2 separate regions of the Zea mays genome follow, and region 1 is linked to region 2. A link is a contact called in public Hi-C data. All regions are on one chromosome and are shown on one strand. The core of a region is the stretch at or near the end of the contact, and the rest is flanking DNA. Distances in the headings are between cores, read along the strand shown. Region 1 holds the start of LOC103642022 (protein NRT1/ PTR FAMILY 8.3). Region 2 holds the start of LOC100278968.

The links. A called contact is a pair of places that touch in the nucleus more often than the background predicts.
Region 1: a contact with region 2 is called in a Hi-C map of ear, with 2.1 times the contacts expected there. The contact joins the promoter of LOC103642022 here to the promoter of LOC100278968 in region 2. A contact is called at or near these places in 2 of 25 Hi-C or Micro-C datasets (ear and tassel).

What each region holds. Positions count from the first base shown.
Region 1 is chr10:142,891,684-142,896,891 of Zm-B73-REFERENCE-NAM-5.0, reverse strand. It overlaps LOC103642022 (protein NRT1/ PTR FAMILY 8.3), which reads right to left and starts at 3,716. Exons shown (of 4, transcript XM_008665334.4): 1 at 3,525-3,716; 2 at 3,318-3,408; 3 at 2,982-3,199; 4 at 1,311-2,878. The coding sequence starts at 3,581. The coding sequence ends at 1,511.
Region 2 is chr10:142,454,209-142,459,179 of Zm-B73-REFERENCE-NAM-5.0, reverse strand. It overlaps LOC100278968, which reads left to right and starts at 2,030. Exons shown (of 3, transcript NM_001152061.1): 1 at 2,030-2,234. The coding sequence starts at 2,109.

The DNA of each region.
Region 1 (5,208 bases), core at 2,467-4,966, 440 kb before region 2:
CCGTCGAGAACCCATGACAGATCGGCGTGGTTCTCTGCAAAAATATCGCTGAAGAATCGTGGAGGTTCCTCCATCTCCTGGGTGCTTCCGCCCTGCCACGAGCAGGTGCCGCCGCCGTGACACGTCGCCTCCCACGCAGGAACCGGCCTGAGCCTGGGGCACTGGTGAAGGTGTCGACCCTGTGCGCCTGGAGCAGGGAGGTGCGGCAGCAGGACACGGCGGATGGAGGGAGCCGACGAACCTATCGGCGGGAGCACCTGGACGGCGCGAGCAGCGGGTGATTCATTTTTGCGATCCAGTTTCAGCGGAGGAAAGGAGAGAATAGGCAGAGGCAATTTTGTCTTTTCATGTAGCTTCTATTAAAAATGATTATAATAAAAGGTGGAGTGTCCGGTACCTAATAAAAGTAACTTTTTAGTGTGTCCGTTCAAAGCCAAGTTTTTTTGATGTGTTGTGGCCGAGGCCACCTTTTCTTTGTGTCCACCACCTAATTTTGCCTATTTTTTTAGAACGTAATATTCCACCACTTTTCAAAGTTATCATATAAGCCTATCTAAAATTCATGTGGTGAGAAATAGAAATTGATTTTATAGATTTACATATTATTTTTCTGATATACAACTTATAGCACACTCTTCTACTTGTTTCGCTATAACATAAATGTAGTATATAACTATCTCTCTCATATGGTTTAGGATAATATACAAATATATTACATATATAAATATATAAACTTAATTAGTTTTATCTAAATTATAATTATAAAAATGGAATTGAATTCCAACGAAACAAACGGGGCATAAAGCAACCAAAAAAATGATGGACGTCATTGGCCCATCGCCACCACGGAGAGCACAGAATAATGTGTTTTGAATTCTCGTGTACGCATCTACATCAGGGTTCACCATACCGTTTTTCTGTATACAAACCACACATTGCTGGTAATGTTTTTTCGCTGGAAAACCACTAAAAACGTTAAAATCGGCTAGTTTGGCAATTTCAATTAAAAAACGGTAAAGCGTGAAAACCACCGGTAAATCGCTATAAACCGACGATAAACCACTATAAATCGATGGTAAATCGCTTTATGTAGTTTTTTTTATTTTTTTGACAATTTGTATTTTTAAATTTAAATAAAACGGTTTTTGGAGATTTCTCTGCGGCGAACAGATAATTTTCGTCGATTTTTGTTGTTTTATCGGTTTTCACTGTTTTTACCTACAAATATTTAATTTGAAATTCAAAATTAAAATAATATAAGATATACCAGAAAAAGATTTAGTCTTGTATAATAAATTTATTCCGTTTTTATAAAATATCAAATTTTTTAATTTAGAATGAAATTTGAAAACAAAACCGCTGGGAAATCATTCCCGGGCGCCGGTTTAATACCGGTTTTGTTAACCCTGATCTACGCCCCCTAGCAGTAGCAAACCCTAAAATCTAACAACACCCACTGGCCACTGCATGACTAACTGGACCCTTTTCGTGTACGCTGGCGGTGGCAGGATCATGACACAACCGTCTTGACCTTGTAGTTCCTGGCAAACCCACTGTACACAACAAAGTTGAGCGTGCACAGCGCCGCCATGGTCCAGAAGAAGTAGTCGAGGTGGCCCTCGTTGAGGTTGTCAGAGATCCAGCCGGGCCGGCCGCCGGTCGCCGTGAACGCGTCCACGACGGCGTAGATGAGCGAGCTCATGTAGCTCCCCAGCGCGACGGTGAGCAGCGCGAAGGACGTGCACATGGTCTTCATCGTCTCCGGCGCCTCGTTGTAGAAGAACTCCAGCTGCGCGATGTAGCAGAACACCTCCCCGCCGGCCAGCACGAAGTACTGCGGCATCTGCCACGCGATGCTGACGGACTCGCCGCGGCCCGCGGCGTCGAGGCGCTTCGTCTCCACCAGCGCCGCCACGGCCATGGCGCACGCCATGAGCAGCCGCCCGGCGCCCATCCGCTGCAGCTGCGACGGCTCGCCGCGGGCGGGGGAGATGGCCCGGAGCGCCGGCACGACCGCGGAGCCGTAGATGAGCACCCACGCCAGGACGCACAGCACCTCGAAGGACACCATGGACGCGGCCGGGACGGTGAGCGACATCACCCGCATGTCCATCACGCCGCCCTGCTGCACGAACGTGGTGTTCAGCTGCGCGTACGCCGCCGACAGCACGATGCTGGTCGCCCATATCGGGAGCAGGCGCAGCAGGATCTTGAGCTCCTCCACCTGCGTCACCGTGCAGAGCCTCCACGACGACCCCGCGGCGTCGGCGTCGTTCGTCACCTCCTCCAGGTCCAGGTCCGTCTCCACGACCACCGCCGCCTTGTCGAGGAACCCGAACTCGTCGGTGTGCGTGATCCTGGGCTGCTCGTCGATCTTGTCGTGGACCTCGTAGAGGAGGCTGGCGTCCGCGGGGACTCTGAGGCTGGCCTTCCTGAGCGCGGCGACCACGACCTGGCCCAGGCTCTTGAGCGGCGTGCCGGTGGGCATCCGGCGCTTGTACATGGGCGTGGCGAGCACGAATCCGCCGAAGGCGAGGGCGATGCAGGCGGTGGCGATGCCGAAGCCGAGGCCCCAGCTGACGTTCTGCTGGACCCACACGATGAAGACGCCCGAGACGATCATGCCGAAGTCGACGCAGATGTAGTACCAGCTGAAGAAGGACATCCTGCGCTCCCGGTCCACGGCGTTGTCGCCGTCGAACTGGTCCGCGCCGAACGGCAGCAGCGCCGCGCGCACGCCGCCGCTGCCGAAGGCCACGAGGTAGAGGCCGAGGAATAACGCCACGTTCCGCGAGCCGAGCATGGGGTGGCACCAGGGCCCGACTCCGCAGAGCTCGGTGGCCGGCAGGAACGCCGAGAAGGTGACGAGCATCATGCCCTGCGGCCGCGCCGACCAGATCGCAAAGAGCTAAGCTTAAGCATATGCTCGCTTGATGATTAGGATTTGGAATCGAAAAAAAATAGCAGTAATATATGCTCACAAGAAGGTAGACGAGGAGCGAGACGAGGATGGTGTTGTAGTTGCCCCAAAACGTGTCCGCGACGATGGCGGCGAAGATCGGGGTCAGGTAGCTGGTGCCGAACCACGAGGTGACGCTGGACGCACTGGCTACGTTGCTGCCGTGCAGGACGGTCTCTAGGTACACCACCAGGTTCGTGCCGATGCCATTGAACGCCGTGCTCTCCAGGCACTCGAATCCTGGAGAAGACGTTCGGTGTTCAGTCTGTCAGCTAGTATTAATACTAGCTAGAGAAAGGTCGAAACTAGAGTAGCAGTCTCGGTGGCTCTGTCTGAACTCTGAAGAGGGAGAGCTCACCTAGAACCACCGCCGGTGCTTTGCTCCCGGTTTTCTTGTTCTGAATGAGTGGCACCGTGAGGCTTTCCTCCTGAATCTTTGGAGCCCCCCTCTGCAATATGTTGCGCGTACAAACGGTCAAACGGAAGCGGGGACGCTTCTGTATATGTTACTTCACTGGACAATGAAAATGAATAGGAGCTCCTGGAGCTAGCGCGTACGGCGTACCTCTGGCAGCCGCGATGACGAGCGCTGGCCCTTTTCCATGGCGTCGCCGGCGTCCATTTGCCGCTGCAGCTGTTAAAAGAAGCTACCGGCCACGAGCTACAAGAAGCTACCAGCTCCTGCTTTTTGCTCGCAAGCCGCGGAGCGGGCGGCTTCACTGGTCGTGTGCCGTGCTCGGAGACCTGAGCCTGGGATGGGAATGAATGAACGAGAGCGCAAGCAGCGCAGCTTTATATATACGCGGCCACCGGCCACCCTCGAGCGGCACGCACGCGACAGGGAGATGGAGCTGGTAAAAGCGGCGGGCGTCACGGACCCTGACGTCCCCAGCGGCGTGACACTCTCTCTGTACTCGGGCGAGATCAATTCAAAGCAGCATATTGCCATTTTATTAGAGTTGGCGGCTCTGAAGACACGCCATGCAATCTGCACTTCCCCCGTACCCGACGGCGTGTCACCGCGGTAACCTTTTTCTAACCTCCTGCCTACTGCTCCGATCTTTCTGCGAAGCGTATCGTGCCTAATTTACCTGATCGGCGCTACTAGCCCATGCACTCAACGGCCGTGCTCACTGTCGTCGACCGGTGGCGCATCGTGCATGGATCTTAGCTAGCACCAGGGGGGATTCACCCCTGCAGTTTTCTGAGACGGCAAGATGTGTCTTCTGACAAACGTTCAAGAATCAGTGGCCTTCAGCTCCACCCTGACTAGAGTTACCATTGACTCTGTCTTCGAAGAATTGCCCCCGGCCGGGCCCGTCCTAGTTTGCTTATACTGACAGGACAGGTAGTGTCATGCAAGCATCATACTTTGAGACTTCCAGTAGCGATGCAAATAGGATGCTACGCATGCCCAGTCATGCTGCCAGGAGTGCAAGAACGTGTCCGCTACTAACAGTTTAGCATCAGCTGCCGCCTAGATAGGATAACGGTCAAACTCCAACATTGCAGGTGAGACCGTGTCGCTTCTTTCCGCGGACATCTCTTCTTTCCCGGCGTTCACAGTAGCTGACACTACTAGTTCGATTTGCTTTCCGCCTAGCACACAGCAGCAAGTCGTTTGACTCTCATGGCCTGTTTAGAAACCCATTATTTCCTTAGTCCCAAGATAATACCGTGGTATTAGAGCACACCATAGTATTTTGGACCAAAAGACGTTTGAGAGCATATCTAAAAATTATGCCTTTTAAACCATGATTTTATTAATACCACAATATTTTAGGTCTGGACTAAAGGTTTTTTTGCTTGCACGTGTTGAGTTTGTGATCCAAATTCTGAAGAAGGCAGCCAAGTTGGCGAGCAAAGCGGAGGCCCGTCGCCGGGAGGCTTGGACCGGAGCGCAGCGATGGATCACCTACATATTTGCTACTATATGTTGATGACATGTTGATTGCTGCCAAGAGCATGAAGGAAATCACTGCTTTAAAGGCAACAACTTAGTAGCGAATTTGATATGAAGGATCTGGGTGCTGCAAAGAAAATCCTTGGCATAGAGATAGTCAGGGATAGGAAGTCTGGACTGCTGTACTTGAGCCAGAAGAATTATATTGAGAAGGTCCTTCGTCGTTTCAACATGCAAAATACTAAACCTGTGAGTACTCCGTTGGCTCCTCATTTTAAACTGTCTGCTAAACAGTGTGCTGAAACTGATGCTGAGCTTGAATATATGTCAAAAGTTCCATACTCTA
Region 2 (4,971 bases), core at 781-3,280:
TTGAGAAAAGAAGCTCACTCGGTCCGAGGGACCGTTTGAGAGAGGGAAAGGGTTGAAAGAGACCCGGCCTTTGTGACCACCTCAACGGGGAGTAGGTTTGCGAGAACCGAACCTCGGTAAAACAAATCATTGTGTCACACTCTTTATTCGCTCACGATTTGTTTTGCGCCCTCTCTTTCGGACTCGTTTATATTTCTAACGCTAACCCGGCTTGTAGTTGTGCTTAAGTTGTTAAATTTCAGATTCGCCCTATTCACCCCCCCTCTAGGCGACTTTTATGGACAAAATACTCGTGTCTCGTGAGCTCACTCGACTCGTGGTCAGCTCGGCTCGGTTAATTTCAATTTTATCACGAGCTGAGCTAACATCTCAGCTCGGTTCGTTAACGAGCCAATTCGACACGAGCTCAAGCCAGCTCGTTAGCTCGAATGAGCTAGCATTTATCTATAAAACAAAGTATATACTTGTATTGAATGAATTAATGAGTGATGAACTATATTAATTTAGGGTTTAAATAATGTGATATATAGAATTGAGTATTGTTAGCCTTTTTAGTATTAAATTATTATAAAATTAACTAGCAATTTATTATATTGTTGTATATATATATGTATTTTTTTGTTGTGGCTCGCGAGCTAAAAGAGCCAGCTCGAGCTCGCAAACGAGCCGAGTCAAACTGGTTCTCTGGCTCGGTTTCTTAACGAATCGAGCCGAGACACCAGCTCGACTCAGCCGATATCCACCCCTATCTCCGCCTCCCTGCGGCAGACAGCAGGAGCTCGCCTGGGGTGGTTGTCCAGGTGGAGCCCGCTCGGCAGAGAAGAAATAGGGTGCAAGACTTCATATCATATAGTCGACCACTGCAGGGCTATTTTATGATACATCCGGTCATATAACTCTAAATTTATATTAAAAAATATTTTATCTTTATCATTAAAATTCTTTACTCTATATCATAATCATCCGCAGTCATATTTACTCCATATTTTAACCCTATACTAACTACTCTATATTATATTATTTTCCATTCCTCACCCAGTAGTAGGTATGGTGTGTCGTGATGTGTAGACAACACCACAACAGTCAGAAATAGAAATGGCAATGGGGATCTGAGCCTCGATTTTTCGGGGAAATTCCTCTATTAGAAGATGGAGATGAAGAAATTTTTTTTCTCACGGGGATGTAAACAGGAAAACTTCTCATCCGATAGGGACGAGGATGAAGAAGCATTTCTCATTCCCGTTTTCCTTTTGGATCCATTAAAATTACATGTGAGGATGCTTTTATATAATAGTTAATAATAAAAATAATTAATTAATTTATCAAGAGATCAACCGTATATAAATATGTTCATTTTAACGTTCACAATGATTTTTACATCTAACAATTTACATAAATGATAATATTTTATATTAATATCGAATGAAGTATAATTAAATTTAAACGAGGATGGAGATCTGAATTTATCTATGCTGAAAACGGACTGCATGCGTTCGCTGAGATCGCCGCGAGAAATATTTTTTTCGCACAACAGAGATAGGGAGCTAAGAGCAACTCCAATAGTTATATAAATTTTAGCTCTTTAAATCACAGATTTAAGAAGTTGCTAAATAACTTTGGGAGTACAAAAATGTGAGTTCTCCAATAGTTCTCTTAATATAGGTTGTAATTTTGTTTTGTATCTATCCACATAAAAAAGATAAAGTCACAAATATCATCAATTACCTTCATTATCTATATAATGCAGTAAACATTTTTGTTTAGGGAGTTGCTAAATGGTTATCAAATGTAGAGAGGAAACAAGGTTAGATAAAAAGTTGTTAAATTTAGAAAGCTTATTTAGAGAACCGTTGGAGACGAGTTTTTGTGTTAATTATTTAAATTGTTGATTTAGGAAGTGTATTAGAGAACTACTGTTAAGCGGAGGCGGAGCACGCGCTCCCAAAAAAAAAAAAAAGATCAGCCTGTTCTCAAGTACTCACGCTGTCGCCGAGAAAAACTCAGGAACCCAATCAGCCGACGGAATCTCACCTGCTCTGCTCCTCAGCCCCAGCCCAGGCCTTCGCTCTCGCTGCCCTGAGCCCTCCGCGTTCCCCGCCCGCCACGCGATGCCGGCGTGGGCCGAAGCGGCGCTCGTGCTCGCCTCACCATCCCCCGCCACCGCCTCCTCGACCACGTCATCATGTGGCGCCAGGCCGCGCGCCGCCGTGGGGTCCGTCAGGCTCTTCTGCAAGGTGGCTCCTCCCCCTCCCCTGCCTCCGGCCATTTATTATTCCGTATGGCGTACTGGTGCAGATGCTTTTTAGTAGCGATTGCGAGCGTGTATGGCTCCCGCCGGTATTGGTACCGCTCTGACTTGTTGGTTGCTGCGCCTAGACTACTGGCATCTAGCTAAAGTTATGTGTGATATTCCTTGCAACATCATATTATCCTCTTTGTGCTAAAGTTCTGGTAGGGGCGTGTGGTTCCTCAAATTGGACGTTATATTTGTACAGATCGGATTGCAGAATAAGGCTTGAAGCGTAATTTGTGGGCTCAAAATGAGCAGTGAGCAGCCTTTGGGTTGTGTTGCTCTTGGTGCTAATCTGGTCTGTGTCGCATGAGGTTTTGTGTGATGTTGCTCTGCCTTGCGACACATCCAGTGTTGCAACAACTTCTCGATCATTTTTTTTCCAGAGCGCTGGAGCTACATGCTACAGTGTTGCCGTGCTGGCCTACTGGGTGTGCTTTGCCCGTTCAGTGAAAAATATCGGCACTGCACTTTATTCACAACGGACACGGAAAACAATTTAACCTACTACTCAAATGCTAGTGTTTTGCGAGGCTGAAAGATAGAATTTGTCACTGAAAGTAGCTCAAATCATAAATATAGATTGGAAGACCAGGGCTGCCTTAGAATTTGATATTTCTGTTGTGAGGATTTTGGTTGTTCGTGATGATTGCCATATACCCCATCCAATGTGAAGATATGGACCTCCAACACATCCTAGAGCCCTTTCAAGGATCTCAAAAGGACTTTCCGTGCCGCTTCTTGGGCCTTTAGTTGCACACCCACACCATCAGAAAATTTCATGTGCAACCGCTCATCGAGAAAATCGGCAACTCTGCCAGACTGGAAAGGCAGGCTCCCAAATGGAGCTGGACGACACATTCTAGTCATGTCAGTCCTTTCATCTGTACCGACCTATCCCCTAATGATCTTCTCGCTTGCAGTCTGGGTAAGAAAGCAAATTAACAAGATTCATCGATCCTTCCTTTGGGAAGGAGATGCAAATGCTAATGGTGGTCATTGTCTGGTAAATTGGCCAATGGTCTGTATGCCCAAAGACTTGGACGGTCTGGGAGTGTTGGACCTAGAAAAGTTTAGCAGAACTCTTCGACTTCGGTGGCTTTGGCAATAGTGGACAGCGGAAGACAAGCCTTGGGCCGACAAGTCCCCTGCAATGCAGTAGGTGGCTTCCTCTTCAATGCCTCCACCATCGTAGCCATCGAAAATGGAAGCAAAGCAAAATTCTGGCAGCATAGTTGGCTTAACAGTGAGGCCCCAAGAAATCTAGCAACTCACCTGTTCCACTTGGTCAGAAGGAAAAACAAAACAGTCCAACAGGAACTGACAAACGGCACCTGTGTCAGAACTTTGAGGGGAAAGATCACCACAGTAACCCAAACAGAAGAATTTATATTGCTTTGGCCATTCAGAGTTCCTTTTACAACCGGATAACAGACAAAATCACTTGAAAATGGGCTGCGGATGAATAGTATAGCGCCAATTCAGCCTAGTCGTCATCCAAAACAAACATCTTTTGGCGAGCTCACATGGGAAACACATGCAAAATTTTTACCTAGTTCTCATCCAAAACAAAATCCTCACGGTCAACAACCTTACTCATCGGGGATGGCCTCACGCCCTCACCAAGACTCTTGTGCTCTCTGCAATGGCCCGGATACCACCTATGCATCGCCTGCCCATTTGCACAGGCGGTATGGAGCCAAATCACTTCATGAGAACACTTTGAGATGGCTGATGTGACTCAGCACACAAACTTCATCTCCTTTGGCGATTGATGAGAGAACAACCTACGTCTCGTTCCCAAAGAACGCAAGCTAGCTTTCAACGGCCTTGTCATCTACACCTTGTGGAACCTCTGGAAAGACCACAACCAAAGGATCTTTGACACTAACCCTTCCTCGGTCTACCAGGTCGTGTAGCAGATCAAGGAGAATATGGATATGCATAAAAGAGCACATCATTGACAACTGGTTTAGTTTGCTGAGATGAGTTCCCCCTCTTTCATACTCGATTTATTGTGCTGGGAGCTTTTGAGCACTTTTGGTTTTGGGCATACGCACACACTCTTTTTCTCTCTTAATTGAAAGGCAGAGCTCTTGCCAATTTGTTCAAAATTTCCATATAGTGATATAGAATTGCAAACCTTCGTAGAGTTGTAAAAAAGTAAAAAACATATGTCTGGCACTTACAATATCAATGTTTTTTTGCTCACTTATTTCCCTAAATTCTGATGTTTGACGCTGGTGTTGTGTAGATCAGGTTGCAGAATAAGGCTTGAACCATAATTTATGGGAGCTTGCTTGGTTATAATTAATTTGAGTAAACTTTGAGTAGCTGCTGTTAGTGCCAACCTGGGCTGTGTTGCATGCTATTTTGTTTGTTGTTGCTCTACCGTGTGATGCATCCACTATTGCAACAACTTCATTAATGGAGTGCCTGGTATGCTGCTCTGTCCATTCATACTTGTTATGAATGAATACGACACAAACAAGATCAATCACAGAGAAGACACGGATTTAACATGGAAAACCCCTCTAAAGCGAAGGGGAAAAAACCACGGGCACCGGCCAGCAACTTCTCACTATTTTCGGGTGGTTACAGATCGCAGGAGATTTACAATTGAGATGATTATCTCCTGCGGCTTACAAGGATATTTATAGAGGTGAAACCCTAAAACGATC